2 separate regions of the Sus scrofa genome follow, and region 2 is linked to region 1. The links are chromatin contacts, called in public Hi-C maps. All regions are on one chromosome and are shown on one strand. Each heading gives the region's core, a stretch centred on a gene start, on an enhancer-like site or on the middle of the called end of the contact. The rest is flanking DNA. Distances are from core to core; before and after follow the strand shown. Region 1 overlaps LOC110255752 (a long non-coding RNA gene). Region 2 overlaps FAM124A (protein FAM124A).

Region 1 (4,386 bases), core at 158-2,657:
CTCAGATCAGTGAAACAAGTGGAGGGAACTGAATTCCTGTCAGTTTTCAGGAATCTCAGTGGAGGGTAGGCTGAGGGAATTTATGACTTCTCTGGAAGGGCTTTGAAGTGCCAGAAGCCTTTTTAACCAGTGGGGAGTGAGGTTAGAGAATTGGATTGGCTTTGGACCTGCAGACTGTAGCCAGGGATGCAGGGGGCCTCTAGGAGCTGTGGGCTAGGACTGTGGGTGGGAGCCTGAGTCTCCCAGGAGGGTGCCTGCCTCACCACTTGTCCTCTGCTTGCCAAACTCTGCAGATCTGGTCTCAACGGACTGGAGGAAGCCAGCTTGCATGCTTTCTGCCCAGGGCCAAATTTCCCTCTTCCCACTACAGCTGGAGATGTTCAGGGAGCTTTTACAAAGCACGTGGCCGTGTCTTCTCCTCCGGGTCTTAGAAATGCCATCCTTCAATCAGGAAAGCTACCGACTTGGACCAAATTGGTCACCTACCCTACAGAGAAAATCCCTTATGAAAACCCCCTTCTGAGAAAGCAATTTTAGACATCTGTGCTAAGAAAAACCTGGTTTCTGTTGAGAAGGGGCATTGAGGCAAGCTAAATTACAATGAAATAAGACAGTGTCACTGACAAGGAGATCCTGCTGAATAGCATTGAGAACTTTGTCTAGATACTCATGTTGCAACAGAAGAAAGGGTGGGGGAAAAATGTAATTGTAATGTATACATGTACAGATAATCTGACCCCCTTGCTGTACAGTGGGAAAATTAAAAAAAAAAAAAAGTCAACTGCGGGAGGGAAAAAAAAAAAAGACAGTGTCACTGGATTCTCTCATCATCAATGAGAACCACTAAGCTGGTCACATTTCCCTTTTTGCTTTGGCTTCTAGGAAATTCATCTGCAGCAATTTTCCTTCATGGTTGGCGTTTTTTCTAGGCTCTTTTTTCTTTAGCCTGGATTTTCTCTTTCTGTTTGCATCGTCTCATGTCATCGTTATTTCAGTTGCCTCAGCACGTTGTGGCAATAAAATAATCAAATACAGAATAATTAGTGGAGGTGCAATGCCTCTGCGCGTTGATCAGGGCGGAGTCTTCTGCAGGGAAGAGAGCTGTTGCTGGCCCTCCCGCATGGCGGCCACTAGGTGGCACCAAAGCTTTCCCACGGCCACCCTCCGCCAGGCAGTTTGGCCTGAAAGTGTTTGTGTAACTGACCATCTCTTGGACTGCTTGATACATGTTTAGGTTGCTCCTGTCCAAAATGCTCTGGCTTTTGTTCTAGGGACTGGGCAAAGCCGACCCTAAGGGAGCCTGGCTGGTTTCTTTCAGATGCTCAACTTGTAAGATCCATGTTTCAAATAAGGCAGGGCAGCTCCCAACCAGAAGGGACCAGCTCTGGGCTGTTCATCTTCCTTGGAAGCAGCTCCGTTTTCTCCACCATCCGAGGCAGTGGCAGGAGGAGACTTACCCACAAATGGAGAGTTGAGGGTGTGAGTCGAGGGAGGGGGTGGGGGAGTACTTTTCAGCTTCCCCAAGCTTTTCAGACTTCTTTTTGGAATGAACATACTGCTCCTGGTTTGAGGCACAGAACTGGACAACAGTGAGCACACCCCTAAAATAGAAACTGTTAAGAACTGGTCGTGCTGACATTACCATTAACGTTTGCCTCTGTTATTCACTCGGGGAAATTAGGTCCTTTAAAGCTCTTCTGTATCTCGGCCTCTATGCCCAAGACGAGAAAAAGAGCCTTCAGGAGTTCCCGTCGTGGTGTAGTGGTTATCGAATCTGACTAGGAACCATGAGGTGGTGGGTTCCATCCCTGGCCTTGCTCAGTGGGTTAAAGATCTAGCGTCGCCGTGAGCTGTGGTGTAGGTCACAGACGAGGCTCGGATCCCACGTTGCTGTGGCTCTGGCGTAGGCCGGTGGCTACAGCTCCGATTCGACCCCTAGCCTGGGAACCTCCATATGCCCCAGGAGCTGCCCAAGAAATGGCAAAAAGACCAAAAAAAAAAAAAAAGAGCCTTCAGTAGAAGCTGGAAGAATGTAGTTATATAAAAATCTTTAAATTCATGTCCTCCCTGAACCCAGTTGTGACAGTAGTCATGACAAAAGCTGTTTCCTTTGAGAATCCATTTTTACTCATGGTGATTTCTTGTGTTGTTTTCTCATGCCTCTAATAGGATCTGATCAGTTGTATTTTCAGAGAATGAAAGAGAAGCTGAATCCTACAATCATGAGGGGGCATTTCCGTCCAGACCCGGAACGTGGCGTGCTGTGGCCCTGGGCGCAGAGGAGGAGGTGACCTGTTCAGCTCTTCCTGCTGCTCTCCTGGAATTCAGACTTGGAATCACTGCCAAGAACTGGTCATCGTTGTGTTCTGAAGACATAGGAGGGAGAAGCTCTCAACAGTTTTCTTTGTTCTGAAAAATCTCTTCTAGGAGTTCCTGCTGTGGCCCAGTGGGTTGAGAACCTAACTGGAGTGGCATGCGGAGGCACAGGTTCAACCCCAGGCCCAGTGCAGTGGGTTAAGGATCCAGTGCTGTCATAGCTGCAGCTCAGATTCAGTCCCTGGCCTGGGAACTTCCATAAGCCGTGGATGCGGCCACAAAGCAAAGAATCTTTCCTAGGAATGCTGAGTCTACTTGGGTACCTCCTACCTGATGGATTGGAGAATTCCTTCATCTACAGAAGGCCCGGTAGGCGGGTAGGGAGTACTTGCATTTCTCTTGGGCTTACATGGGGCTAAAGAGATCAGCCATGGACTCCACAGTCTGCTCTGTACAAGTGAACATGTGGCCGCACCCGGAGAGCACTAGACGGTGGCAGACCGATAGTCTTCCAGGTGACAGCTCCCCGTCTAAGGGTCTCAGGGTTCCAGCAGCACCCAGGGCTCCATCAGCCCTTCCACCATCACAAAAGCCTCCTCAGTGGCTCGCCACCCTCCCCCACAGACACCCCAACTGAGAGGGACCCCAAATCATTTCTGTAGGGCTTGGTAGGCTTGGGACCCCCAGAAGCACCTGCTGTTTAAAGCAGGTTCCAGGTGGTGTGTAGGGTGAGCCATGGTGGGGCCATGAGCTGTGATGTGGAAAAGAGGCAAGTAAGGGATGGGTGTGAGCTAGACCAGGGCACTTGGTACCAGCGGCCCCCCCCGCCCCAGGGCGGGGCTGAGGGAAGCGCAGGGTCAAGGAGACACGGCTTTTTGTCCATCAAATAATAAACGAGGGCTAAAATCTCGATATCCTCCACCACAGCTGAGTCCAGGAGAAAAATAATTTGAGACAGCCTCCGTGTTTTTTAATTAAAGAAATTTATTGAGCATCTACAGTATGCCGGCCTTCATCACAGTAATAACTCAAGATTCAGGATCCCCCCGTGGGTCTCCGGGCCCTCCTGGATGAGGACAGTGCTGGTGGGGGGTCAGAAAGGGAAGCTCTGCCCTGTCAGTAGTGTCTCTGTGGCTCCTTCTCCGTCTCTGACCAGAACACAGGGAGGGGAGCACCTGAATGTGGTCGGGGGTGGGCTTCTGTCCCCTTCTCCCCTCATGTCACTATGGGAGCATCTTGCATTTTCTGCTTTTAAGGGGTTCGCTACCATCCTTTGGGGCCACTCAGTTTGGTAGACTGTGCTGTGCTGAGGCCGGGGGGTGGGGGGGCAGTGAGAAAGGATGGGGTCGAGGCGCATCAGAGTTGGGCTCTAAAGCATCCGCAGGGGCGCGTGTGAATATTCTGGACTGAGGGTACTGCTGAAGGGTGAGGACCAGAGGTGCCATCACTTGGCTGCTGGTCCACTTGTTGATGCTGCAATGACTGTGCTACTCCTGAGCTGGCCTCCCGCGTGTTGGGGGCTGAGTCAGCACCTCTGAGTGATTAGCATGTGGTTTTGCAGGATCTGCCACTTGCTGTGAGTCATGTTTCTGGGCAGAAGGTGGACAGCCAGTGGCCTTCTAGGAATCATCTCTGCAGGAAGAAGCTCTGTGGTTCTGTCGTCAACAGCTTGGCTCCAGCGGCACATTTTCTTGGTCTCAGGCTCCACAGGAGCAGAGGGCTGCAACCTCCGTTCTTTATCATTGACCGCAGCTGGGATCTCTTACCAACCGCAGTCTGGCGCAGGGGTTGGCAACTGCGATACTTGGGCCAAATCTGACCCTCCACCTGTTCTTATAAAATACATTGTCTTGGAACTCGCCACCCCCGTTCCTTTACGCATCCTTGGCTGCTCTCGTGCCATGATGAAGACAGAGACCACATGGCTGGCGAAACCTAAAATATTTATTATCAAGCCCTTTAAAAAAGTCTGTTCCCTCTTGGTCTAGAATTTTAAAAGACCATATTTTTATTTACTTAAATCAGAGCAGAATATTATAATTCAATTCAGAGGCCTGGAATATCCAGGAT
Region 2 (4,366 bases), core at 830-3,329, 79 kb after region 1:
TGGAGTGAGAATGGCAGCGCAGGGAGCGAGTTCAAGGGCGCGGTCTCGGATTTTAGGGCGGCAGAGGCTTCAGGGAGTGAATGCAAATCACTGGAGCATTATTCTCATTATTACTAATGGTTCTTAATAACCAAGGGGCAATGCCGGGCCTCCAGTTGGCTGAAATGATCAGAAATTGCTCACTGCCGTTATACTAATAACTCAATATAATTTGACAGTAAATTACCATCCCACATATACTGCTTTCCACACAGTCTCTTATTGCAGAGGAAAACTAAGCCGGCACATCAATAAACAGAATAATGCAATTAAGTGTCTTTGCATTTGGGAACTCTTTAGAATCAAGAGCTTAACAGGATAGTGAGATAGGACAAAACCATTCAGTATTTACCGATTCCAAAAGTCAGGGCTTTTAGTATAAAAGACAATTTTTTTGTTGTTCTCTCATCCATCTAAACGGCTTTGTAGTGCCTGCCATCACTGTCAACTGCTCCTGGAGAGAAGGCCTAATTTCCTATAAACAGATTTACTTGTAATTCAATAAGCCACCTTCTTCTGTATGTGCAGCGTATGTTTATAAATACACACTCCTATTTTTTTAAACCATATATAATCACCTATGACATCTGCCTGCAGCTATAGCAACACAGGAGGGAATCTGCCCAACGGAGGGGTTGAGGCCACTTCAAGGATCCACTGAACACACTCGGAGCTGCTCGTCTGTGACCAGCAGGTAACTGATACATGTCTGCTGAATGCATGAGTCACCAGCTTTTTCAGAGAAGGTGTTTTCCAAGCATCTGTGTTCATAGAGCCTGGGCTAATTCCTCCAGGCTGAATTTCCATAAAAGTAGTGGCACGTCTAGCCCTGAAATCAAGGGACAGTCAAAGTCCCCAGGAAAAGCCTCCCCTCGCAGAGTCAGAGGATCCTGCATCACATGCCTTGGCAAGGACACCCTCCGGGAGTCTTACTATCAAGGCAAGGGTTCCGAGGATGGTCCTCTCTACATGCAGAGCTGGGGCTGAGCCCAGGGCTGAAGGACAATTAAGCCGTACTTACTGCTGGTGGAGGACATGTGGCTGTAGTCGGACCTGAAACACAAAACCTTCGTATTAGTAGGATTAGACATTGTTTTTCTCTATTCAAGTGATTTCTTCAAGAGAGAATTTTAGTCCGTGGTAAGTAGCATTTTACTGGTCAAGAAATGTCACCCATCAAACCCTGTCATGCTGAGGGCTGTTTTGTGCAAAATCAGGTTATGTCTGAATTCGAAACCACAGCTTTTTTATTGATTGATTGATCTGTTTGCTTTTTAGGGCCACACCTGTGGCATATGGAAGTTTCCGGGCTAGGGGTCGAATTGGAGCTGGCTGCTGCCGGCCTACACCACAGCCACAGCAATGCAGGATCGGAGCTGAGTCCAGGACCTACACCACAGCTCATGGCAATGCTGGATCTTTAACCCACTGAGCGAGGCCAGGGATCGAACCCACATCCTTATGGATACTGGTGGGATTTGTTTCCACTGTGCCCCAACGGGAACTCCCTGAGAACCTAACTTTAAAGGCATCTGAGAATCTGGGGTCCTTCACAGGGGCTCTGTGAATCTCCCAGATGGGAGGCCAGATGAGTCCCGAACCTTCTAACGTTACTGGCAAATTTTTGAATGGAAGCTTATTTTTTTTAGGGAGAAGGCTCCAAGTTTCCAATAGATTCTCAAAGGGATTCACAACTCCCTGAACGGTTAAACCACAGCCAACAAGCGCCTTTCAAATGCTAGCGCCACTCCACGGGGAAATGTGTCTTTGCTGATGTCAGCAGGGGCAGGTGGACCCTGGCGAGGGATTCCAAGGCCTGGCTGGGGGGGCTTCCACTGTCAAGGGCTGGCTGACCGTCAGGAAACACAAGGCACAAGGAGGGCTGATTTCGGTTCCATCTGGGGAGAAATCCTGCTAGATATTAGAGTAACAGGATGAGGGCTATGATCTGGAAAAGGAAAAGTCAGGGTTAGGGCCAGGGTGAAAATACCCATCGGTGTCTATGCTGAAAAAACCCGCTGCTGGCATTCGGCCTCTGTGAGAATGGGAATCTGGCCAAGAGCCTGCCTGCTTAATCTCCACTAAGTTCCTGCTCTGCTTGTGCGGCTCTTAAACTGGCCCTCTCTGGCAACACACGTGGTATGGAAGCTATCGGTTTTGTCCCCGCTAGTGTCCCTAAGTCCTCTCAGTAGGAAATGAATGTCTCTGGCGAGGATGGATTTATCCTGCCAAAGTGGTAGTGAGGGGATGTGGTTCATTACGTTTAATTTGAAAGATATACACTCCTTTTATTTAGTCTCATGTTGCCTTTCTTGAATCATCCAGTTTTCACTGTATTGAGTTTCTTAAGCCACATTAAAAAGGTATATACAGAACTTTAAAAAAAACACCATAAAAAGCATGGCGTCTGCTAGTTAACCTACATCTCTCATACAAAACGATGCATGGACCTGTTGGGAGAGGAATAAAATGGAAGAAAAACAGCGTGTGGTTTCCCTCTTTTCGAATGAAATATTTTAGTCGTCAGAGAATCACTGAAGTTTAAAACTGGAAAGAATAACAACTACTACCATTTGCATATCCTTCTATGTATCACCAACTGCGTTCACAGAGATCTCAGCCAATGTTTTACATTACTGATCAGGAAACTAAAGAGAGAGTATTTGTAAGGAGACCAGGAGGTAGGAATGATAAAGGCAAGAACGGGGGTGGTGGCAAGGGAGGCGTTAGAAGGGAGACTGGGTTGGCTGGGCTTGGAGACGCACTGGCTAAGGGAAAAGGAAGGAGACTGAGCAAAAGATAGCATCAGGGACCAGTAACATTCTGAAACACAGCATTTGTAACCCCAGCATCAGTGCATTAAATTCTTTCTGGGACCAGGCAGGACATAAATAAACTTTAGGACAAAACTTAGTAATGCAACTCTATATACATGCCGCGGGTACTCAACCAATATCCACTGCGGTAGATGCAACAGCAAAACAATTCCATTACAATGTGGTCATCCTAAGATGGCCAGGCTTCAAAGAAATTTCATGACAACTCAAATAAGACATTCAATAAGAATGTGTGATCGTATTTATTTAATTATTAAAAACTTGTTGTCATTTTCAGCTAGGATTTTCCAAATACTCTTGAAGCATATGGGTTTCACACATGCATACATTTGAAAGATGTGCATCCAGATGGATATGTATGTAGGATGAAATTTACATTTGAAACATACTTCAAGAATCTTAAAGTGCAAAGGGAGTATAATAGGACAGGTGCAGCATAACAAGTGTCCCTGCCGTGAATCTCTCCATATTTCTTCCACGTTTCTTGTGACAAAAGGCACAGCCCAGGTCAGGCCTGCCAAATGGTCAGTCTTCTGACTCTCACTCTTGCTCTGCTCCAATTCCTGCCTCATATAGCAGCCCATCTTTGCAAAGCACAAAGCTCTCTGGATGAAATTCAAGCTCCACAGTGTACAACATAAACCCCTCTTTCTATGACTGATGGCCTCTGCCCAGCTCTGCAGTTTCACTTATCACCCCAACTTCCACCCCTGTCCACCATCAAAACAGAAATCAAACAGAAAGACACGTCACCTAAAACCTCCCACCCCTCTCCAGCCTCTAGTCCTGATGATGTAATTTGTACCCAGTTGCCATAATGACAGAGATACAATTTTAACCTGCTCTTTTCACTAAACTCCATCATAAAACACTACTACAAGGTTCTTCTAATTATAATTTTAAATAAAGTGATGTACTATAATTTAATGAAATATTTCCCTTTTGTTGACTATGTGGTGGTTCCTGATTGTTCACTTTTGCAAAGCACATGGTGATGAGGTATTTATAAATGCAGTTTGATACTTAATTTCCTTAGAAAAATTATCATAACAGGGAATAGGGAGGGACTGAGTCAAGGTATGAAAACTTTTATAGATCTTAAAATACATTCCATGAACCACCCCCCCAAAAGATTATTTACTAGAAATATGGCCCGGGGAAGACACACTGGAAAGCGTGAAACAATTTTCTGCATAAAGAGGGTCAAACAATTTCAGATACTGACTACAGTTCTCTGGAGGGGTGTGTACTCTCAGCTTTTTGAGGGAAGAGGAAGCAAGCAGCAGGGTATCTGTCTTGGGAACCTTGTGTAATTGGCCTCACATCCTAAGAATTTATCCAGCTGGCTCTGCATAAGACATTCAACTCTGCCTGAATGAAGCTGGAAAGGTGAACCCACACATTTTAGGATGAAAAGTGTATGGACACGTGCTACAGATGAGCAGAAGAAATACAAGGATTAAATATATATACACACACCTGACACGCAT

Evidence for each region. Hi-C and Micro-C count contacts between places; a contact is called where the count stands out from the background.
Region 2: a Hi-C map of heart right ventricle shows a contact between it and region 1, with 3 times the contacts expected there. The contact joins two enhancer-like sites. A contact is called at or near these places in 3 of 47 Hi-C or Micro-C datasets (fetal heart ventricle, heart right ventricle and liver) and 1 of 2 datasets of contacts at active chromatin or transcription factors (skeletal muscle).

Annotation. Positions count from the first base shown.
Region 1 is chr11:16,569,009-16,573,394 of Sscrofa11.1, forward strand. LOC110255752 (a long non-coding RNA gene) reads left to right here. Exons shown (of 4, transcript XR_002336540.1): 4 at 2,170-3,160. FAM124A (protein FAM124A) reads right to left here. Exons shown (of 4, transcript XM_001925721.7): 4 at 3,290-4,386. Among named protein-coding and RNA genes, the nearest start is that of SERPINE3, 71 kb to the left of the region's middle. Within about 2 kb of position 1,408, at least 11 of the 83 cell types and tissues checked have an H3K27ac peak or open chromatin away from gene starts, as enhancers often do.
Region 2 is chr11:16,647,807-16,652,172 of Sscrofa11.1, forward strand. It overlaps FAM124A (protein FAM124A), which reads right to left. Exons shown (of 4, transcript XM_001925721.7): 2 at 1,061-1,092. Among named protein-coding and RNA genes, the nearest start is that of FAM124A, 8.1 kb to the right of the region's middle. Within about 2 kb of position 2,080, at least 4 of the 83 cell types and tissues checked have an H3K27ac peak or open chromatin away from gene starts, as enhancers often do.